Regions from separate parts of the Zea mays genome. Here regions 2 and 3 are each linked to region 1. A link is a contact called in public Hi-C data. All regions are on one chromosome and are shown on one strand. The core of a region is the stretch at or near the end of the contact, and the rest is flanking DNA. Distances in the headings are between cores, read along the strand shown.

Region 1 (2,709 bases), core at 85-2,584:
TTGGAAGTCTGGAGTGGACTTTGGAAGCCTGGATTCCAGAACAAGAACTCAAGAAGTCTAGGAGCCGCCGAGCAGGTAGGGAATTAGGGAAATAAAGAGAAGAGGCGGCTGGCGTTCGACGTTCCATCTTCAGTAGAGGCGGCTGGCGTTTCAACTCCCTGTAGTCGGGCCGCCTGCCAAAAAAGCCCACGAAGGCAGGAAATCAAAAAATCTAGGTCCTAAACCTAGTCGCGCAGAACCGGCTAATCGAGCGACTAATCGACCCTAATCGTCGACTAGTCGGACGGCCAGGGCGATTAGGTACTCTAATCGAGTCGGTTGTGCTAATCGAGCTCTGCTAACCGACTAGCCCGACCGCGATTAGTCAGATGACTTGAAAACAAAGATAGAGACATACTTTTTTATATTCTTTGCATTGTTTTGTTTCTATCCAAAACTGCTATTTAGAAATTGGAAAATCTGCACATTGAAAAATCTAATGGATTAGATATGTTGATTTGTTTTTATTCACGAGCATAATCAAATAAATTAGATTTAGAATTGGACTGCACGCAGTGAACTACTGAACTGAACTGTGTTCAATAATTTAAATACTCACGGCTGAGCCGTGAGCTGTAGGCTGGAGCACAAGCACGAGCCAGCACCGAGCGGCGGAGCACTGGAGCAGCAGGCGAGCAGGGAGGCGGCCAGGCGGGAGCAGCCAGCCAGCAAGCAGGCAGCAGCGGAGCAGCCCACAGCCGAGCGCCCAAGCTGGAGCTGCTGCAGAGCCTGCAGCGTGCCGCTGCGCGCCGGCAGGACAGGAGCGGCCGAGCGGGAGTGCAGGACTGTGGCCTGCGGGACGCGGGGATGGGCGGACGGCGTAGCGCTTACAGTCCGCGGACAGCGGACTCACGGTGGCGGCTAAGATAGTGAGACCGATGACCTAATCTCTATTTGGACCGGTTCAAGGTTTTGCCCAGTTAATATTGGACCATATTGGGCCTTCCGCCCCTGCTCGCAAGACACACTGAACAAAGAATCCACACGGCTCTCCAAAAGATAGAGAGATAATTCACATGCTTCTCTCTCTCTGAAAAAAAGGAACTTGCATGGTTGACACGGAAAACGTCATTAAACGCGCACGTGGCTGCAAATGCAACGTAACAGATCCATCATCTATCCATCCATAGAATCAGACGGCCACAGAAGGCAACGACCGTGTGCCTGTCCACCGGCGCAGGTGGCCCACAGACGCCCGTGCGATTCATCCGTCTCGGCCCACCAACCACGGGAGGGGCCCCAGGGCCCTCCTTAGTCCTTACAAATACCGGCAGCAGCATCACCCGGCCACCACCACCCACCCGTTTTATCCACGCACGGCGTCGAACACCCCGCGGTCGCTCACGTGAGGCGCCACCCCGCGCACCCAGTCAGCGCCCGCCTCCACCACCCACCCACACGACAAAAATCCGCCATGGCCTTCGCGCTCAAGGCCGCCGCCGCGGGGTCGGCGTCGTTCTCCGCCGCGGGGCCGAGGCGGCGCGCCGCGGCGACTGGTAGGGTCTCGTTCCGGAGCGCCGCGCCCGTGGTCGCCGTCAGGGCCGCGGCGGCGGCGGCCGCCGCTGTGGCGGAGGACAAGCGCAGCATCTCCGGCACCTTCGCCGAGCTCAGGCAGCAGGGGAAGGTACACTCCTCGACGAATCCTTCATTTCCTTCTCTTTTCAGAAAGATAGGGAACCAAAAAAAAAAAAATAAAATAAAATCGCGGCCCGTAGTCGGACCCTACAGAGAAGGCACGGCTATGGGTATGGGAGGCGTCGCAGACTGACTGCCTCTGGTTACCGGGTTGTCTCACGCTGTTTTGTCGTGTTGAGATCGGAAGAACCAGGACTGTGTCCAACTCCATCCCTGCCTCGGTCATGTTAGCGTTACATCCCGGCGCCCCATTCCCAATGCTATGCGTGGTTTTTCTGGTTTGATGTATCTGGACCTGCTGTATTTCTATTATGATAATAATACAAATGTGGTTATCCTCTGTTCAAAAAAAAGTGAACCAGTGCTCGATGGATTTCATCAATCGCCACGTTTCTTTCCTCTGCACTGTATATATGGTGCTAAGAAGTAAGAGCAATCCATATGTGTGTGACATTACACTTAGGGCTAGTTTGGAAGAAAGGGGAGGCAAACGAAAACCCCCATATATAACTAACAAATTTTTCATATAAACTAAATATCTTATTTAAATGTCATCTGGAGGGATTTCTCACTCTGGGAAAAGAGGGGTGATTTGGGTTCCAAAACTAGACCTTAGGGCTGGTTTGGTGACCAAAGATCACGAGGGGATCATTCACCATGGATCCACTCGTGATCCCTGGTCACCAAATCAGCCCTTAGATTTTTGTAGTGCAATAGGAGCAGTACTAAAGGTACTGAGGTTATATGACATTTATCATTCTGTATCGGCGTTGATTTTTTTTTTGTTCACCCCTACTTTTTCTCCCGTTTTATATTGTTTGGTTTGAGCTCGCTGCTATCTGAAAACTCTCCAGACTGCCTTGATTCCCTTCATCACTGCTGGAGACCCTGACTTGGCCACCACAGCAAAAGCACTCAGGATCCTTGATGCGTGTGGTTCAGACGTGATCGAACTGGGTGTGCCTTACTCCGATCCATTGGCTGACGGCCCTGTTATTCAGGTCGGTTGGTATGCCTCTACTGATTTGTTCGTGT
Region 2 (2,709 bases), core at 156-2,655, 200 kb before region 1:
CTACTGTCTGCTGCTATACTACTGTGATGTTACTACCCTTATATGCACAGATGGGCGTTCCCGATCTGCGCTGTCCTGTTGTTTTTGGCGTTTTATTGGCGTTGCCTCGGTGGAAGGAGGGGAATTGCCCGGTCACTGCTACCTCTGTACAACGGGGCTTATTACAGAAGCTCCAGTCGCACAAGAACAGACTGATCCCTCGAACCATGCGCACAATCACACCATTAGCGTGCACATATAGTTGTATCATGCTTATTCCAACACTGCATTCTTCGATTATGAGTCAAAACTCGGGTGTTGCTGTAAATATGAAACCCAGAAGGTTTGTCAATTGTATAAATATATGGCTGCTTGCTAAACTTCTTGGATTTATTTGTTTGTTTATTTATTAAGCTCTGATCCTCTGGGGTTTGTCTCCGTAGTGTCAAGCCCATTGAATGGCGTAGCTGCTGTAGTTGGTCTGCTTGTCGGCGTAGCGGTCCCAGATCATGATCCCGGCGTAGCTGGGCGCCTTCTGCACCACCGGGAGGACGCCGTAGTACAGGTTCTTGGGGTGCACGTACCCGACCGTCCGCTCCGACGCCGGCAGGCCGACGTAGAGCCCGGAGCCCGGGTACGCCGCGGCCCACTTGTCCCACTCCTGCTGCCAGTACGCGGCGCAGCGCGCGTCGCCGTAGAGCCTGACGTTGACGCGGGTAACGAGCCCCGTGGCGAGCAGCCGCAGCGCCGGCCCGTCCGGCGGGAACGCGCACCGCGGCGTCGCCGACAGCTGCACGGGCGTGCGGGCGCGGAACTGCCGGTTGTAGCTCCACAGGCGCGCGGCCAGCGCGTCGAGGTGGTCCGGCGGCGGGCGGCCGCCGCGGTCGAGGAAGAAGTCGAGGCCGTCGACGTACGCGTCGCCGAACGGGCGGCGCACGCCGGCGCGCGGCGCCGGCGCCGGGAAGTAGGCGTACCAGAGGTAGTCGGCGAGGTCCGCGGCGGCCTCGGCGCTCGGCAGGGAGTGCTGCCGGCCGCCGAGGGAGAGGAACACCATGATGCTCTTCGACTGGCAGTGCTTGATGTCGGCGCCGATGCCGGCGACGGGGTGGCCCGAGAGGTCCAGGCTCGGCGGGCTGTTGCCGGGGCCGGCCGAGACGTTGAGGAAGGAGATGACGACGATGGTGTACGTGCCCGTGTCGCAGGCCTCTCGGAGCGTGCCCTCGGCCTTGTTCCGGCCCCAGAAGACAGTCACCTGCCCGGTCTTCCCCGCGGCCGCGGCCGGGCCGGCGAGGAAGAGGGAGCCAGCGACGGCCACAAGGGCCGCCAGGGGCAGTAGAGTGGTTGCTGGTCTATTACTTGCGACCGCCATTGGTGTCTCGTTGGTTAATTGCTGCTACCACTACTCGTCACTACTCTTGCGTGTGCGTGTAGCAGCAGTCACCCATCACCCATTATATGCCTTTCATTTGGTGTTCGTCTTAGACTTGTCTTGTTTTGGATCGAATCGGGAAAGAGGAGGACAGCTCACCGAGCTAGAAGGACGTGGACGTGGTACATAGCATGGCGGCGAATCGACTATGCATGCTGTTGTGTTTGACCGACGCACGACGCAGTGTCTCGTGTCCGCCCCTTGCATTATTACCCACTGCTGCCTTTAAAATAATTGTTGCCTGGCCGATTTGAATTTGTCGTCTTTCTACATCAACCTTTAAAATAATAGAACGTGATAGGAACCTTCTCGTCCATATATTAAGCATGGCAACGGGTACATACCTATCGCGTAGTATCATTCCTGTTCGGCACCAAATTAAGGTGCGAACAGTCCGGCCCTGAGGCCGAACGGTCCGCGGTCCGCACGGTCCGCACCTGTGGGCCAGACAGTCCGCGCGTGCGCAGAGTAGTTTAGGGTTCCGAGTTTTGTGCTACGATTGTTAGCTAGATTCGCGGGATTCGCTCGGAAATTAGTTTGTAAAGGGTCCAGTCCCCCTCCTCTATAAATAAAGAGGTATACGGTCGATTTGAACAAGAAATCGAACCTTCAATCAATACAATTTACATTTTATCCTAGGAGTAGTTCTAGTCTAGTTTAGGTTTAGTCTTCCAATCCCCAAATCTTCCGCTTCTCTTCGACTCTACGTCGATTAGAGGAGTCTAGGTCGGTCTACCCGAGCCTAGACATCTCCTAGGATTTCTCCTCCCCGACGGGGTCCCTCCCGGGAGCGAGATCCAGGCGCCGCCGGCGATCTTCCGCCACCCCTGCGCACGTGCGGACCGTCCGGCCCTAGGGCGCAGACCGTCCGGCCGTCAAGCAGGAAACCCTAGCCTCTGCACCAGGTCACGGACCGTCCGGCCTCTGGCCGCGGACTGTCCGCGCCTGACCAGAGAGCACCGCCGCCTCGCGCCAGGCCGCGGACCGTCCGGCTCTGTGCCGCGGACCGTCCGCGCCTGACCAGAGAGCACCGCCGCTGGTTCTTTTGAGTGATTGGCGCCTCCAAAAAGGTGTCAACATACTTTTTGGCGACTCCGTTGGGGACAAACAGATATAGACGCATCAAATCGGCCCTCAATGGCCGGTTCAAGAGATAGCTCTGATATTTCCCCAAGCAACATCATAGAGCCGACTTGGGAGACCTTGCCGGCTGACGAACAGCTCTAATTCGAGGAGCACAAGGAGCAGATGATCCAGGAGGCAAAAGCAAAGTTCTTGGCCAACTTCAAAGTGGACAGGAA
Region 3 (2,709 bases), core at 76-2,575, 190 kb after region 1:
GAAGGGATCATGCAAAATCACAGTGACCGGAAAAATGTCTTTTTTTTCTCATACAGAGTTGAGCCTGTGGAGAGGAAAAATGACCAGCTTTAGTCAATTTCTCATTCCCTTTTCTTTTTTCTTTTTCATTTTTTACAGCCTTCGATCGCTCATACAAATGAAAACAAACTGCTAGCTAAGATCTTATATACACGCTTCATACATCTTTCTCCCTTTTGGGTTCAGAAAGAAACATGTCTTTGTACAACACTGGAGAGCTCAAGCCACACTGCTCCTCCCTCCTTCCTCGTCAAGTACGATCCGTGTGTGCTCTTGGATCCGCGTTCCCAGGTGGCGTGTCTGTAGCCTCTGTTTATGTATGGATCAGCGATCACCTGGCCTCAGAGGCAGAGCCCTTCATTATCCTGAGCTTCTTGCACGAAGAGATGAACATACTGCAAAGGGGGTGAAATTAAGAATCACAATTAATCAGGCTTCTGTTCACCAAACGTATCCTCAGATCCACAGAACGGAGCAGCATGCTTGCTGATCCGAACCCGACGGTGTACTTACTCCCAGGGCACGTCTCCGGCGAGCATGAGGTCGCCGTCCTTGTCTTCGTAGGCGATGGCGTGCTGGTGGTGGTCGCCGCCGCCCTCTGCCGCCGCGGAGAAGGAGTTGGTGAAGAGCGCGTCCAGAGCCTCCCTGAGCTCCCTGTACCCCTTGTACATCCGGAGGTCCACCTTCCTGAGGTACGGCGCGCCGTCCATGCTCACCTTCACGTACAGGCCTCCCTGCTGCTGCTGCTTCTGCTTCTGCTCGACCTTCTTGGCCGCCGCCGCCGCCTGGAAGGTGTTCTTCCTGTACGCCCTCACCGGCGGCCACCCGACCACTTGCGCCCTGACGAAGCGAAAAAGGCAGGTTAGCCCATGCACCCCTGTCTCTTGAATTGAATCTTGATGCAGGCGGTGCCTACGAAGGGAGCTGGGAGCGTGTACATGGGGGGTCTAGTTCTTACTTGGGAGGCGCGGCGGTGTCGTGGTCGTGGTCGAAGTCGAGGTCTCTGGCGGCCGGGCTGGTCCCCGAGGCCTCGCTCTTGGTGCCGTCGTCCAGAGCGCGCTTGGCCCCGACGGAGGGCGACGGCTTCTTCTGCCAGTCGTCGCTGCTGCTGCTGCTGGTCCCAGGCAGGCCGAGGCGGAGCTCGGTGGCGCTCAGGTTGTCGGCGTCGAGCTCCATGGATCGGAAGCGAAAGGAGAGCTTGTTTGGTAGCTGCTCTGCTCTTGACTCGAGAGAGGGAGGAGATGAGGATCGAGGAGAAACTTTGTGTGGGACTGGGATTGAAGAGGTGCCGGTGAGACTGAGACCCCGCGCTTTATAGGGTGGTTGACTGGTTGCGACGAGGCTTTCGCCACCGCCGCGGCGCTGGCGCGTTTTAAATGGTGGCGCGGAGGCGCGTGTCCCGCGGCGGGGGTGGCAGCGGGGCCAGGGGGGCAGGTGGGCCGGCGGCATGGCCCGATGCCGCTGCCTGGGCCCGGGCCGACAGGTGGGGCCTGGGAGGCTTGGACGCGGGGTCGTGGGGTGGAGATTCCTTGTCGGGCCTGGGACGGTTGGGGCCGGGAGGCGGCAGCCCACGTGGTGCGCGGTCGCGCGGGGCCCACCTGCCTGCGGGGCAAGGCGCCGTGTGATTGGGTTGGGTGGGCAACCGGCAGTGCACACGTGTCGGCGGTTGGACGCGCGGGCAGGGCTCCGCCCGTGTGCGCAACGTGTTCGTGTTCGTGGGAAGAAAAAAATAGACGCGGTTTTTTCAAATTGCTGTGGACGGAGACGGACTGGAGGTGAGACTTGAGAGGGAGATGCTGGGAGGTTTCCCCACACGCCGACATGATGAGGCTGGTTTGTGTTGAGAAACACTAATGAAGGGTTACATGGGCAAATACTGAATATAGCTCTGAGGGCTATCGCGTCTCTATATATAGAACTTGTACCCCTCATATGGAATAGAGAAGAGAAAGAGGTCAGAGGCCCAACCCTACATCATATCTATTGTGTTTCCTCTGTCGTGCTAATGGGAAGGGAGACTGGTACTCTACAGCTTCTTGCGCCTCTACTGCTGACGGGAGGAAAGGGAGTGGATCTGATGATCCGTGTTGACGTAGTTCTTAACACGTTATCAGCACGCTCTACCTTAATGTTGCTACGGATTCGATCGGCACCGACCCTCCATCACGCCGGCAGGTCCTCCGGTTTAGCCGAACTGTCCTACGCGACCGGCTCAGATTCATCTACGCAACCAAATTGAGTGGTATGATTTTGTTTGTTAGTAGAATGGATCTACCCGCCCCCGCTCGGTGTGGCTAGCGCCACCACTAGAGACCGCGCCAGCAGCGCCGTCCCTCACCCCCGCGTCGGCACGTAGTGCACTGCGTGCATGCCGGCCGCCGCCGCATGTGCCTGCCGCAAACGTTGAATTTGATATTGGTGTGCGAGAGCGTGTCGCGACCGTCGGGAACCACACGGCCGAACATAGCAGCACCGTGACTGCGTGTAACGACGACACGCGCAGGTCAACTCAATGTCACGCTGTAGGCTACCCATGGGCGAGCTTCGTCCCAGCCGACGTGTGCCACACGAGCGAGACCGAGGTCCGCCGCAAGCCGCGTGTGCAAGCTTCTGCCATGGCGTCAGCAGATGGGCAAGGGCGCAAGGTTGGCATCGGCAGGCCGAAGCGAA

Evidence for each region. Hi-C and Micro-C count contacts between places; a contact is called where the count stands out from the background.
Region 2: a Hi-C map of tassel shows a contact between it and region 1, with 4 times the contacts expected there. The contact joins the promoter of LOC100280478 here to the promoter of LOC100170238 in region 1. A contact is called at or near these places in 7 of 25 Hi-C or Micro-C datasets (bundle sheath, ear, endosperm and 2 more).
Region 3: a contact with region 1 is called in a Hi-C map of ear, with 2.2 times the contacts expected there. The contact joins the promoter of LOC100280600 here to the promoter of LOC100170238 in region 1. A contact is called at or near these places in 2 of 25 Hi-C or Micro-C datasets (ear and tassel).

The regions. Positions count from the first base shown.
Region 1 is chr7:10,932,251-10,934,959 of Zm-B73-REFERENCE-NAM-5.0, forward strand. It overlaps LOC100170238 (tryptophan synthase alpha), which reads left to right and starts at 1,335. Exons shown (of 8, transcript NM_001254838.2): 1 at 1,335-1,663; 2 at 2,529-2,675. The coding sequence starts at 1,454.
Region 2 is chr7:10,733,454-10,736,162 of Zm-B73-REFERENCE-NAM-5.0, forward strand. It overlaps LOC100280478 (xylanase inhibitor protein 1), which reads right to left and starts at 1,406. Exons shown (of 1, transcript NM_001153398.2): 1 at 249-1,406. The coding sequence starts at 1,348. The coding sequence ends at 425. LOC100384250 (Guanylate-binding family protein) reads left to right here. Exons shown (of 17, transcript NM_001357883.1): 17 at 51-356. The coding sequence ends at 195.
Region 3 is chr7:11,124,975-11,127,683 of Zm-B73-REFERENCE-NAM-5.0, forward strand. LOC100280600 (IAA24 - auxin-responsive Aux/IAA family member) reads right to left here and starts at 1,326. Exons shown (of 3, transcript NM_001153519.1): 1 at 998-1,326; 2 at 553-879; 3 at 26-434. The coding sequence starts at 1,215. The coding sequence ends at 371.